2 separate regions of the Hordeum vulgare genome follow, and region 2 is linked to region 1. A link is a contact called in public Hi-C data. All regions are on one chromosome and are shown on one strand. The core of a region is the stretch at or near the end of the contact, and the rest is flanking DNA. Distances in the headings are between cores, read along the strand shown.

The links. Hi-C and Micro-C count contacts between places; a contact is called where the count stands out from the background.
Region 2: a contact with region 1 is called in a Hi-C map of leaf, with 7 times the contacts expected there. The contact joins the promoter of LOC123427236 here to the enhancer-like site in region 1. A contact is called at or near these places in 2 of 6 Hi-C or Micro-C datasets (leaf and seedling) and 1 of 1 datasets of contacts at active chromatin or transcription factors (embryo).

Annotation. Positions count from the first base shown.
Region 1 is chr2H:355,057,806-355,064,670 of MorexV3_pseudomolecules_assembly, reverse strand. No RefSeq gene overlaps it. Among protein-coding and RNA genes, the nearest start is that of LOC123427236, 280 kb to the left of the region's middle. Within about 2 kb of position 3,635, at least 2 of the 3 cell types and tissues checked have open chromatin away from gene starts, as enhancers often do. A contact at or near this core is called in leaf, where this site is marked.
Region 2 is chr2H:355,334,124-355,341,199 of MorexV3_pseudomolecules_assembly, reverse strand. It overlaps LOC123427236, which reads right to left and starts at 2,701. Exons shown (of 23, transcript XM_045111233.1): 1 at 2,117-2,701; 2 at 1,554-1,616; 3 at 1,252-1,323; 4 at 1,044-1,151; 5 at 883-963; 6 at 628-681; 7 at 404-529; 8 at 173-262; 9 at 1-79. The coding sequence starts at 2,323.

The DNA.
Region 1 (6,865 bases), core at 2,386-4,885:
ATTTTTTTCTTACCTATTTTTTGTTGTGCTGTATTATATACTCCCTCCGTTCAAAAATACTTATCCTAAAAATGTATAAAATAAATATATCTATAACTAAAATAAATCTAGATACATCTATTTTTAAAACAAATATTTTCGGATGGAGGGAATACTAGTTATCTTACATCATGGGACCCCCTCTTGTCCTCGGCCCTAGGCTGTCACCACTTTTGCCATACACCAGGACCGGCCCTGGCAATTATCCTAGTACAAATTGTTTAATTCCGTAAATAATTGGATCGGCAATTATCCTAGTACAATTATTCTAGCAGTTTTTTTCTGAAAGAGACCTGCTCTTTGTGAAGTCGAGCAGTTGAATATTCAGCGCCAAACATGTATATTTAAACAGCTAATGATAGTACCATCATTTCTTTAAACTGCTAATGATATTTAAACTGCATATTTAAGTGCATTTTTATTGTCAATACCGACCGTTCCCAGAAGTCGTTGCATCCGCGAGGCTCCTACACTTGTAGGAGTACAAGATAAAGTAAAGTGTAAACTCCGACACTTGTACAAGATAAAATAAAGTGTAGATACATGAAGTAACATAGGTGGATCAAGTAGATAATACTAGTAACAATATGTAATTAAGTAGTACATCATCTAGGAAGAAAGATGATGTTCCCTGTCGGTTTCGAGAAGGACAAATTGAATCTTTTGGCAGAACAAAAGTAGGCTCTCCTTCAAACATGATAATATTACACGATTCTTATAGAATGGAAAACTTTTTCTTCAGTTGACTGATTTTGTTTGAAGAAACCCCCTCACGAGTTGTCCGATCGATTGGGATCGCACACGCTCATGTGTGCTGCCTCCGTCTCTCGACACACGCAGATGGCAAATGTATGTCTCTACCTTATCCTTCTGCCTCTCGCCCACCCCTTCCCATCTTTTCTCGCGTACCCCCTCCCCCTCCCTCTCTACTACGTGCTTTCACCAATGAGAATGCCTAGTCGCTAGCTCATTTTGCCCGCGCCTCGCAACACCTGCAACACCAGTACTTGTCACGATAATTGCGTCTGCAGCGGACCACCTGGTGCAAAGAGGCACCGCCGTCGGCAGCAAGCATCATCAGTGTTGCCTCGCATTGTCGTGTCCTGCAGTGAAGCTTCCGCCAAACAACCGCTCTGATGTTGCCGGTGAAGGCGTCATCTCAACTATGTTGGTCACGAGCTTTGCAAGGCAGTGGCTTTGCTGCTGCTGCATAAAGCTTGTCGACATTTCAATCAAAGTTGATGCTACAATCGAGAGGTATCGCCGGCTCCAGATGCTGCAATGCACTGCAATGGAGCCCAGCTTTTGTCGCACCATCGTTGCTGCAATGGAGCACTGCTAGTGTTATGAAAGTTGTGATGGTGATGCAATGGAGCTCCGTCTGGGCTGTAATGGAGCTTCGCCAGACAAGAGAGGTGTTGCGTCGAAGTTGTCGCATGCTCGGTGTTGCATGGCTTTGCTGCATTGGCGCATTGTCGGGCCGTCAGACGTTGCATTGCAGCATTGTCCGTGGTACGATGGCGGGGCTGGTGTAAACATAATCGACATCCCGACAAATGGCAGCGCTGCATTGTTGGCCAAGGAAGGGCTGTTGTTCCGGCACTGCTTCATTGCAATAGGAGGATGGGAAGGCGAGAAAAGGAAAAGGGAAATGTTTTCCGTCAGCGCGCCGGCCGAAATGTTCGGCCGGTCACGTGGCTGGCGTTCGATCTCCATATCTCGCGTGCCCACCTCGTCTTCCTTCCTTCCTATCCCATTCCTCCCTCTCCTTCCTCCTCCTCCTCCTCCTTCTTCTTCCTCCTCTCCCCCTTCCCCCCTGCAACCTCAGGCATTGTCGGCGAGCACTGTGACTTCTCCACCGGCAGCCGCTGCGCCTGACGGCGGTGACCAAAGGTGACCACGCGAGATGCTACAGCCGGGGCGACGGTTGAAACTTTTTTTATATACGGTTGAAGCTTTTTCTGTCAACGTTTGCAACTTTTCCTTCGTTGAAGCATTTGGTTGAAGTTTTTTTTTAACGGTTGAAGCTTTTCTATATATGGTTGAAACTTTTTGAAGAGTGACCACGCGAGATGCTGCGGCCGGAGCGGTGTTTGAAACTTTTTTCATATACGGTTGAAGCTTTTTCTATCAACGTTTGCAACTTTTCCTCGTTGAAGTTTTTTGATTGAAGCTTTTTGTCTTAACGGTTGAAGCTTTTTCTATACACAGTTGAAACTTTTTTTCTAGCGTTTGCAACACAGGGGGGTGAGATGCGACCAACGAGGTGAAGACCGACGGTATGAGCAACGGCGAGTGCGCCGGCGAGCGGCGGGAGCAGCGAACGGTGGGGGCGAGCTGAGTCCCGGAGCGCGGGGCAGCCGGGGCGGCGTGCGGTCTAGACGAGCTGAGCCGCGGAGCTGTATCCATGGTGATTCGATGGGCGGCCGAGGCGGCGACCAGCGGCGACCGACGGTGAGGGTGACTAGCGGTGAGGAGGCGAGGCGAGGCGGTCGGCGCGTACTGGGGCGTCGGCGCGTGCGAGGCTGTCGGCGCGTGCGAGGCGACCAACTGTTGGGGACGACGGGATCCGACGGTTCGGATTGGGCAGATCTAACGACTGCAGGTCGACCGGCCTAATAGTTGGGCCGGCGCACCGCGCACAGTCTTAACCAAAGGAAAATGCGTGTTGCGAGCCTGCAATCAGACGGCTCCACACACACCTCAATCAGAGAGCTCCACAGGCGGCTAATCTTTTGTAAGATCAGCCCACCGCCCATGGAAATTTCACTCTTTTTTTATTCAAAAAAAAGAAAAGATTCTCTTCTATCGACCGATCGCACGCCGTCGTCCGCCGGCTCCACGGCCGTTCGATTGTGTGTTCGTACGTCCGTCGAAGTCGCTTTCGTTTTCCTGCAACTCACGTATTGTTTTAGGGCAAACATTTTTGATATTAGATATAAGTAGAGGTGTTTCGGGGCTCGTCTGACTGTGAGAGCGAGCGGCTTGATTTGGAAAAAAATTCTGCAACATCTTCCTTGTTGCAAGAAAAAATTCTGCAATATTAGTTATGTTGCAGAAGAAAAATTCCAGCAACAATATCTGTGTTGCAAAAGTTTCGCAACACGGTCCCTTTGCAAACATCCGAACGCAACATTATGCTTGTTGCAAAAATTGTCAGCTCAATCTGTTGGTCATCCCGTATTAAATCTTTGTAGCAGAAAAAATTATATAGCCGTTTGCAGCTCTATCGGGGTCCGAAACAAAGCGATTGTTTCCGCAACTGATTTGTTGTTTCAGAAATTAATGTGTTGAGGAAGACGACCGAGTCACGTGTCAGGATTTAGATCGAATGGCTGCGGACGGCTGCACATGCGAAGATTCGACGGTTATCGGTGTGGTGGATATTTATTAGACATCCATCGATGGATGCGTAGCTTTCCCAAAAAAAATACCACAATTAGATTTTAAAATTTCCAAATATATATAAACATGTGCGAGCAGCTCCGATCTCTACTCTATTCTACTACAGGGGTAAAGTACGATTATGATAGGTTCGTGGAACTGAACACCGAGGCAATGTACAGATGTCTCACTATTCGCTTTCATCGATTGATCTTTGGCAATGCAGCATGGCGCGTTCGTCCAGCGACGTACAGGACAGGACAGGAGGTGTCTTCTTTACTTGTGTGCCCGTTTCGCCCGCGCACAGGCCTTGCGTGATGGATGGCTATGTTTGTCCACCAAATATCTCACTGCGTGCCCACTAGTTTATCACTTATACTTGCTCCGTCTCCAAATAAATAACGTATAAATTAAGTTAAAAAGTTTAATCTTTTCTAAATTTGATCAAATATACATTAAAAAATATGAAAATAAATAACGCAAAATCAGTATCAGTATATCCACCAAGATCTATTTTATAATTTATTTATTCAATATTTTTTCGTGTTAATTGTTCTTTCTACATATTTGGTCAAACTTAAATTAACTTTATAAGGGCACCTCCAAGCGTTACCGCAAACCATCCGCAACGGTTTGGACCGCATAAGCCATTCAACGTGGTTCTCTATCTATCCGCGGAGCGGTCCGGACGTGATTTCTTTTGTAAACCGAAGGCAAACGTGGGGAAGGTTTGCGGGAATTTGGATATGAGAAACGGCGCTGTATACCACTCTGGCCCACCTAAAAGGAAGGCGGAGCCCATGATTTTCTTGCAAAGCACAACTTCCCTGTCAAGATTCCCCATTCAGTCCTTGCCGCTTTTCACCCACTTTCCGCTCTTTTCTTCCATCATTTCCTTCCTTCCGTCGCCGACGCATGGAGCCACCGGAGAACCTGTCGGAGATGGAGCTGGTGGAAGTGCCGAAGGATCCGCGCATCGCGCACAGCCCGAGAGATCAACTCTTCGACGTGACAGGGTCGTCGTGTCAAAGCGAAGGCGACAAAGGAGAAGAAGTTCAAGAAGCGATTGGCCACCGGTGGGCATGCTGGTGGCGATAGGCATGGATGTCGTGGAGGTTGGCGCAGTTGTGGCGGATGCCGCAAGACAGGCATGCGCACAACACAGACGATGCCATGACCGGAGTCTTACAAGCCTCCGTACTACTACGCCGCCAAGTAGCTCGGCACCCGAGACAGTACGGTGCCTTACATCATCGACATCAACGCGACCCTCTATTCTCCGAGTATTCTTCGACGCAGATGCAGCGGGCGCGGTCGACACCGAGGGAGTAGATGGGTACCAGCATGTTATTCGTTGCAATGCCTAGAGTTGGGTAGCCGGCATACGACACGGATATGGAGATGCTCGACATCATCCATGACGGAGGCGAGGGAGGGAGAGGGGCAATGAGGACGGTCAGGTGGAAGACTCAGACCCCATCCAATCCGACAACTACCAGCAATCGTACACCTAGACGGCCACACAACATACGTACACCCAGACCAGCGATGGCAGAGAGCAACATTAGTAATGGGCAGCCGGAGAGCAGCAACCCGAGGGGGGAAGGAAGAGGAGGAGGGCACCGACGATAATGATGATCTGGGTGATATAACCAACGATCCGAAGAAGAAGGGAAGCGGAGAAAGCTTTAACATGAGGGAGGACGAGCTATTGTGCGAGGCATGGTTGGCAACTAGCCTCGATCAGTTCCATGGCACGGAGCAAAAGGGCACAACCTTTTGGAGGAACATTCACATATGGTTCCATAAACACAAACATTTTCGTGCCCTACACCATCGCGGTCATCCGCAACAGTGAATGGACGTCCCTCAATCATCGATGATACACCATTCAAGAGGCCCTGTCCAAGTATTGCGGCCACTTAAAGCAGCTCATCGCACAGTGGCCTAGCGGTGCAAAAATCACCAAGCAAGTAAGTTGATCAGTAGCTGGATATGCTTCAGTTTTGTTGATCACTAGCCGAACATGTATTGCTTTCTTGCTCACTATACGGATACGCATTGTCAACATTGTTTCACTTTGTAGCTTTCTCGTGCGTGTTTGGTGTACAAGAAGTTGGAGAAGTAGTCCTTCACCATCATGCATTGTTGGTTCGAGTTAAATGCTGGAACCTTTTCATTGCCAAGACCGTCGTCCAAGTCAACGAGGAAGAAACCGATGACCCTATCGACCCAACCTAACAACCGCCGAAGAAGGTTTGAAGAAACCTACGGGAGGAAAAGTGGGAGGAGGAGAGGGCGAAGCGAGACGGTGTGGCGGCCAAGATGACAGAGAAGTTTGAGAACATCTTCATGAACTAGGTGGAGGCATGTGTGAGGCGCTCGGAGAAAAGGAAGGCGGAGAGGTTCACGCAGTTAATGAACGCGATGGACAAGAAGCTCGCGCTCGAAGAAAGGTGGACCGTGATCGAAGGAAGGAAGGTCGCGCTCGAGGAAAAGAGGATGAAGATCGCCGCCAATGCGGAGGACGCCAAGATGTTGACCTTAAATGTCGACTCTTTGGATTCTGGCGCAAGAGTCATGGTGCAATCCTATTAGTACCTGATGTTGCAGCGGTAGAAAGATGAGTTGACGGCGGCGACGAAGTATGAAGACATCGTGGAGGCATACGCGGAGGCGGACGAGGAGGTTGCAAACGCCATTGCGACGACACCTCCTTGATCGGGGAGCAGCTCGCTGAAATTGCCGGTCTTGCAAGGCAGAAATGCAAGGGTTGTCGGAGTGATGTTCTTTTGAAATCGGATATATAGAAAACTAAGCTTATTTGCTTCATTTTAATGGGATCGGGCATGCGATTTGGCGTGTGTGGACTGGGTCGAACACATATTTGAATTTAAATTTACTGATAGACATATACAGGATAGCGCTGGAAAGCGTTGGATGTCGTCCTTCCACACCCTTATCGGTAGACTGATCCCTTGTCATGTGGAAATAAATTTGTGGGTTGCCATTAAAGATGCCCTAAGAGCATCTCTAGCAGACACCGCATTCCGCCAGCCTGCAAAACCGTGATGCGGGGCATAAAAAACGAATTTGCCGGTCCACTTTTGGCTGCGGCAGAACAGACACCGCATTGCCGAACTGCAAAACAGAATATTGCAGTTCGGCAATGCGGTGTGTGTTCTGCAAACCGCAAAAACAGAATTGCACAAATAAAAAGAAATTTCGACAAGTAATATGAAAAGTTCGGAAATTCAACATAGTTCTCACATACAAATAGCAAATAATATAGTTTTAAGCATCCAAACAACCGAATAGATCATTTTTGCATCAAAAGAACCACATTAAAGTGGCGAATCCATGATGAAGAACCACCAAGCACCACCACCAACACCACCACCACCGATGGCAGTCGTCCTCCTTCGCTCCAAGATCCCCTTTC
Region 2 (7,076 bases), core at 1,452-3,951, 280 kb before region 1:
CTTCGGCTGTCTCAAACCTAGGAGGCTGATATCCTTTCTTGAACCACTCATTGTTAATAACCTCAGCAATAGTTATTCTCTGCACAGGGAGATAACAATGACATGAGCTATCTCTCAGATATAAGCTTGGATAAAACAAACTGACATGCTACGGATGAACAGATGAACATACAGTGTTCGGGTTAGGATCTAGTATCTTCTTGATGAGCTTCTTCGCGCTGGTCGAGAACCAAGATGGACAACTGAAGTCTGCTTTGTATATCTGCATGAAGAAGAAGGTTATCTTTCACGCACTTATTCTGGAAACATCGACCAAGCACTTGCATCGTATTGGTAAAAGCATTTTTCCTCGCAAAAAAGGAACTTGCTTTTGACAACAAAAAAAGCAGTAAAAGTAATTCACCTTCTTGTAAAGCGCCATGAGATTTGAATCTTCGAACGGAAGGTAGCCCGCCATGAGGACAAAGAGAATCACCCCACATGACCACAGATCGGCCTTGGCTCCATCATAACCTTTGTTATTTATAACCTGTACGCCCAAGAGAGTATTGAAAAATGAGAACAAAATATTCACTTGAATGGAGAGAAGTAGATAATTAATTTAAGGTGTGGATGCAAATGAAGAACCTCGGGAGCAACATAATTAGGAGTTCCACAAGTCGTATGCAGCAGACCATCCTCCTGCAAGACAGCAGAAACATATGCAAAAATAATCATCAGATCCTATCGTCTGATTCACAATGACACGTACCATGCACTGTGAGATAGTAATAAATAGCAAAACTGAAGAAAAAAAACAGATGCGCGGGAGGATACACTGAATTTTCCATCACAATGGTTTTCATCAAGCTGGAAAAAAGAGAAAGCAGTCAATTTGCTTACTCTGACTTGCTGCGATAGGGCGCTGAGTCCAAAATCGGACACCTTGAGAGTGCCGTTAGCATCAAGTAGAAGATTTTCAGGCTGAAACGTGGAAGGAGAAAATGGTATCAGCCACTTTTTGTTTCTTCCACATAGAGCACATTGAGTAACCACCACAGCACCTTGAGATCACGGTGATAGACGCCTCTGCTGTGGCAGTAGTCGACAGCGTTGATGAGCTGCTGGAAATATTTCCTGGCGTCGTCCTCTTTGAGCCTCCCACGCGAAGCCTAGACCACGGATCACGACAAAGTAAGCATCATATAGGCAGAGTGGGAAGCAAAGCATAACCCAAAATGTGGAGCAAGGTATATAGTAGGAAGCACTCACGATTTTGTCGAAAAGTTCGCCGCCTGTGACAAGCTCCATGACTATGTATATCTTTGTCCTGCTGGCCATCACCTTTACAAGACACGGCAATTAAAAGTGGGCATGGTCATTTACATACATAGTCAAAAGGCAGAAGGTGCTAGTTTTCATCAGAAATGAAAAGATAAACGGAGATATATATAATTTCCTTATGCGAGGAATACGAGCAAATAATTACTGTGTTTTCCTTAAAATGATGATGATGATGATTTCAGGTTGAGGTTGCGCTAGTACTAGTTAAAGAGACAAGAAGCTATGCATACCTCGTACATGCGGATGACGTTGGGGTGCCTGATGAGCTTCATGGTGGAGATCTCGCGCTTTATCTGCAGAGAAAAAGAAAGAGAGATGGATGAGAGACCAAACAAAAGGCAGGAGCCAAATTTGATCACGGTCACCACCTACTAAACTCTGCCCTTTCCAACGAACGCGCACGAGACGCCCGCCAAGCCTTGGCCTTGGCCTTGGCGGGCGCATTGAATTGGCTGTAGAAGGCTATTCTGTCTGCTGCCAGTTTCACGGATTCTCACGTCTCAGCGTTCCACAAAGTCTATATGGTAGGAGTACTACTCTTTCGTCCAATAGTTTTCACCATTTTTTTATTTAGAAAAAACATCCCTACGAACCTCTAGTATTTTTTTAACAATGCTTAATGATCAAGAAAGATGATCCTTCCTTTTAGTACAAGAGAAATAATCTGAACCAGCCATGGATTTGGATTGGGAAGAAGAAAATCTATCTTTTACTCTTCCTTTCGGCGTTGGCTCCGAAGAAGAAGAAGAAGAAGAAGAGGAAGATGAAGAAAGACAAGACGGAGGATAGGTACCTGCGCGATCATCTTGTGCTTGAGGACCTTGTCCTTGTCGAGGATCTTGATGGCGACATTCTCGCTGGTCTCGACGTTCCTGGCGAACTTGACCTTGGCGAACGTCCCTTCCCCCAGCGTCCTCCCCAGCTCGTACCTCCCCACCCGCGTCCTGCCGCCGCCGCCCCCATGCGCGCTCATCTTCCCACCCGCGCTCGAATCAACCATTCAAGACCCACCGATTAAAAGAGTTACCCGATAAACAGATCCGTTCCTGCGGCTGCGGGTCGCCGGCGACTAGGACCTCTTCTTGTCGCAGGGTCTCCACTGCACGAAGAGCTCCTTGTTGTCCTCCCCTTGCTGCCGATGCCGCATGGAGTCTGGTGGTAGTTGGTTGTCAGCGCACTCGTGGAGTCGCAGGCATGGAAGTGGGATCAAGATTCAGGCGTTAGTAGTAGTGGCGGTTAATGGCGGAACGGTAGGGGAGAGAGGAGAGGAGAGGAGAGGAGATGGTGGTATGTATAGGCGGCCGGAGGCGGAGGAGGAGGAGGAGGGGGCGAGGAAGGAAGCGCGGTCCTGCCGCGTGCGTGCGTGCGTGCGTGGTGACGTCTGACGAAGGTGCGGTGCGGTGCGGTGCTTGGAGGAGCGTCGCGTCGTGCGCGCGCGCGTGCGGGCGACTGGGCGAGTTTTTCCTAGTGTTCATTGCCGCTCTGTCCGTTGGACCATCTTGGCACGATCCCCTCAATAGGTCAATCGTAGCTATTTTTATTCAATCGTAGTATGTTGATGTTTTTTTTCTTAGGGTTGTAGTATGTTGATGCTAGTAGGTAGGAGTATATTCTACAATAACTAATGGTGCTATATTTGTTTGACCACCCCAAATAATTCCAGTGCATTATTACCCACCATTAGTTATTGTAGAATATACTCCTATCTACTTGTATTTTTGAACGAATGACCATGTATATTTTACCAGTCGCAAATTATTCTGTTGCTCGTGTTCGGGTGGGCCCAAAAGAAAGGAATTGCTGGGACCACACAGGAAATGGCATTTTTTTTCCTTAGGGGATATTCCAGTTGTCATTTGAAAATAGATGTAGTACACGTGGTAAGAGCTTTGGTTTACTTATTCGTCACGCTCTAATTAAGGTTGGTGGCATCATCTGATGCACACTTAGTTTTATGCGTCCATGGTTTTGCTTTTGACGTGGCGGATAATACCATCATTTTGTTTCCACGAGCTTGTTTGTACACTCGATGATATCATAGAAAAGCACATGAAACAAAGATAAGACACATGGTGGCTCGTCAGTGCACCATATGTATCCCGCCACTGTAAGTTAGCTGTGTCCCTATCCTCAAAAAATCTTTTATTATTTGTGCTATATATTTTTCTTTCTAAAGGAAAAACCCAAACGCAAGTGGACAAAGAAAGATTTAGACATCGTCTGCCGTGCGTCACAGTGCGAGGGTCAAATTCAAACAAAAGTTCCATGATGAAAAATGAGAGGCATATTTTGAGATAGCAGAGGTCTTAAAGACTTGGCTAAAAGGAGGTTTTTGGGAAAGGTTACTAACGAGCAAAAACTGGACTTTATGGCGTTACTAGAGAATGATAGAGATAACTTTACCTCACAGTTCCCAGGAACAAATTCGGGTGGCTCCGATTTTGATTGGCATTGCTTACCACCTAGAGGGGGGTCCGACAGGATCTTGCTCGGAGTCAATTGTGAGACTCTTGAAGTAAGCAACGTTTTTAGAGGGGGGGTTATGCAGTCAAATTTCACGTTATAAGTCGAAAGTTGATGACTTTAGGTGGTCTCTCGTTGCAGTTTATGGACTTGCACAACCTGAGTTCAAGTTTGACTTTCTCGCTGATTTAGCGAGGATTTGCGGGGATGGAAGGTTACCAATCCTAGTCGAAGGCGATTTCAATATCATTAGAAGGAGAGTGGAGAAAATTAATGATAATTTTGACGGAGATGGTTGTCCATGTTTAACGCTATTATTGAAAGTCTTGACCTACAAGAGATTGATCTCACAGGAAGATAATATACATGGGCGAATAACTTACCAAATCCAACTTATGAGAAGTTGGACCGAGTTCTAGCCAGTGTTGAACGGGAGCAGAAATTCCCTATGGCAACGATGCAGGCATTACATAGGGCACTCTGTGATCATACTCCAATTGTCGTTGACTCGGGGAAGTCGACCCATGTTGGAACAAAAATATATTCTCTTTAGAAAGAGCGGGGCTCCAAAGAGAGGGTTTCCTTGATTAAAGTGTCGATTATGGTATGACCGGGATGTTGGAGCACTTTTATTCCTTGGTGAAATCCTTGTGGTGTATTAGTCGGGGGGCGCAATGGTTAACTCCTCCCAACCTCTTCTCTAGGGGCGCACTGGTAGTACTTTGCTTCAAGAGAGCTAATGAAACTTTTACAATAAGTATATGAGTTCTTTATGACTAATGTGAGTGCATTATCCTTTCCGCAATTTGCTAGCCTCTTCGGTACCGTGCATTACCCTTTCTCGCCTCAAGTGTCATTGTAAACTTCGCTGGTCCATCCAAACCCCGTGATATGATACGCTCTATCGCACATAAGTTGTTGGGGGATATACCCTACGGGATGACCCGCCAGAAAGATGACCCGACCGTCAAGGCGGCTGCTCATGAGTATGATTTCTACACGAGCCGTGGAAGCCTTGAAGCCCAAGACCCAGGAGGCGGCTTGTTACAAAAGGCCGGTTCATGCGCCGATACTTGGCACGCTGGCTCGAGAAGGAAGTTGTAAGGGATTTTCCATGCTTGAGAGACAAGATAAGTAGGAATTAGACTATGTCACGAGTTGTAATGCGACGCAAACTCTGTTGTAATCTCACGACCTCGACCTATATATAAAGGGGAGCCCCTGAGATAGAAAGGGCAAGTACGAAATCCTCGAGAGCTAGGTTAGCGATTCTGCACCCTTGTAATCGAGATCATCATTAATAACACACAATGCATGACATAGGCCTTTACCTCCATCGGAGGGGCCGAACCTGGGTAAATCCTTGTCTCTCATTTCCTATCAACCCCATTGAAAGGACCATGATGACGCCTAGAGGGGGGTGAATAGGCTATTTAAAAACTTCTTCGGATTTGGCTTAAACCTAATGCGGAAATAAACTAAGAGGATACTTTTCAAGCACAAATCCTAAATGCAATAGGCACCGCAACGTCTACCAACAACATGATCTACCAAGATGGACACAACACGGTTACTAACAAGCACAAGTAAGTTACACAAACTTACTTGAGCTATATCACACGACAAGTAGGTGAACGACACAAGATACTAGATCACACTGTAGCACACGATATATCAAAAGCTTCAAGTGTGAATGTGTGGATATAGGGGGTATGCTTGAACGATTAATCTTGTACAAGGAAATAACCAACACAATATAATGAGCACAAACAATATGCAATGTATGTATGCTCAAGTAACACAAGTAAGCCACAAGTAAGGAGTTAGGGTTAAGGATAACCAAGGTCACTGAGACAAAGATGTATCCCGATGTTCACTTCCTTGGAGGGAAGCTAGTCACCGTTAGAGAGGTGGATGTTACCACGAAGGCTCACCCTATTCTCCCTTTGAGATAACACCACGAAGGCGTTTCTCAACCACTAGTGGTAAGCCTTTGAGGTGGCTTCCAAACCCTCACAAACTTTTCAGGGGGGTAATCACACGGATTGATTCCTCTCCGAAGAACTCCTACCGCCTAGGAGTCTCCAACCTCCAAGAGTAACAAGATCACGGGGAATGCTCAAAACTTGCTCAAATCTCAAATAGCTTGGGTTGAGAGAAGGAGAGGGAGACGATCTATCTTTAGATTGGAACAACTCTCAAAGGGGCTCACAAATGCTCTTGGGATCTAAGATTTAGTGTGAGCAAATGTGTGTGAGGTAGAAATGTGTTCTTATGAGGATATGGCTGTGTTGGGCACCCTCTCACGAAGTGGGAGGGAGGTATTTATACTAGAGAAGGGAAAGTGACTGTTGGGGTCACTTAAGTCTGACAGTGGTCGGACGTCCGACAGTTGTCGGATGTCCGGACGCCCACAAGGGGTCGGACGTCCGACAGGGGTCGGTCGTCCGAGGGATGTACATATATCAGGAACCACTGTGAAGTCGAACAGGGACCGGACGTCCGGAGGAAGCCGGATGTCCGAGACTTTGGCTCTGTTCAAGGGCACCGGATTTCCGAAGGAGGTCGGACGTCCGGCCCTCAGACGACACGAGGAGGCCGGAAGTCTGTGTTATTTGACTCAAATTTCTCTGGTGCAAGGTTCCGGTTTACCGAAGTGGTCGGGCGTCCGTCCCTCGGACGTCCGGAGGGAGCCGGAAGTCCAAGTTATATGACTCTGAATTTCTCTGGTATAAGGTTCCGGATTTCCGAAGTGGTCGGACGTCCGGCCCTCGGACGTCCGGAGGAAGCCGGATGTCCGAGGCATTGGTTCTGTTTTGAGATAAAGGCAGAGTAGTGGAGATGTGGTATGAGCAGAAAAGTAGAGATGTAGTTTGAGCAAGTTCATCGCAAAACCTGTGATCCCCTCTTAATAGTGCGGGATCCCTAAAGACTCAAGAATCATAAAAGGGTACTGATGATCCATACTTGAGCGTATACTTTTTTCGCTGATCATCACTCCGCACCACTAACGTCAAAGGAACTGATACCTTTGAGTTAGCCCTTTCACTCGAGCTTGATGTTGTTGTTCCTTCTTGTCTCAAGTTGAAAGCAAGACATGATGAAGTCTTCAAGTAGCTCTCCCATACACAATGTGGAAAGCCTAGCTTATGTATTCATCTTCATTTGTCCACCATGTGAACATCCACAAGAATCAAGCATGTAGTGCTCAGGAATGCTTATCTTGATCTTGTCCTTGTTAGCACATGAGCTTGTCCTTATCAACACATGATCATTAACAATAGCTTAAA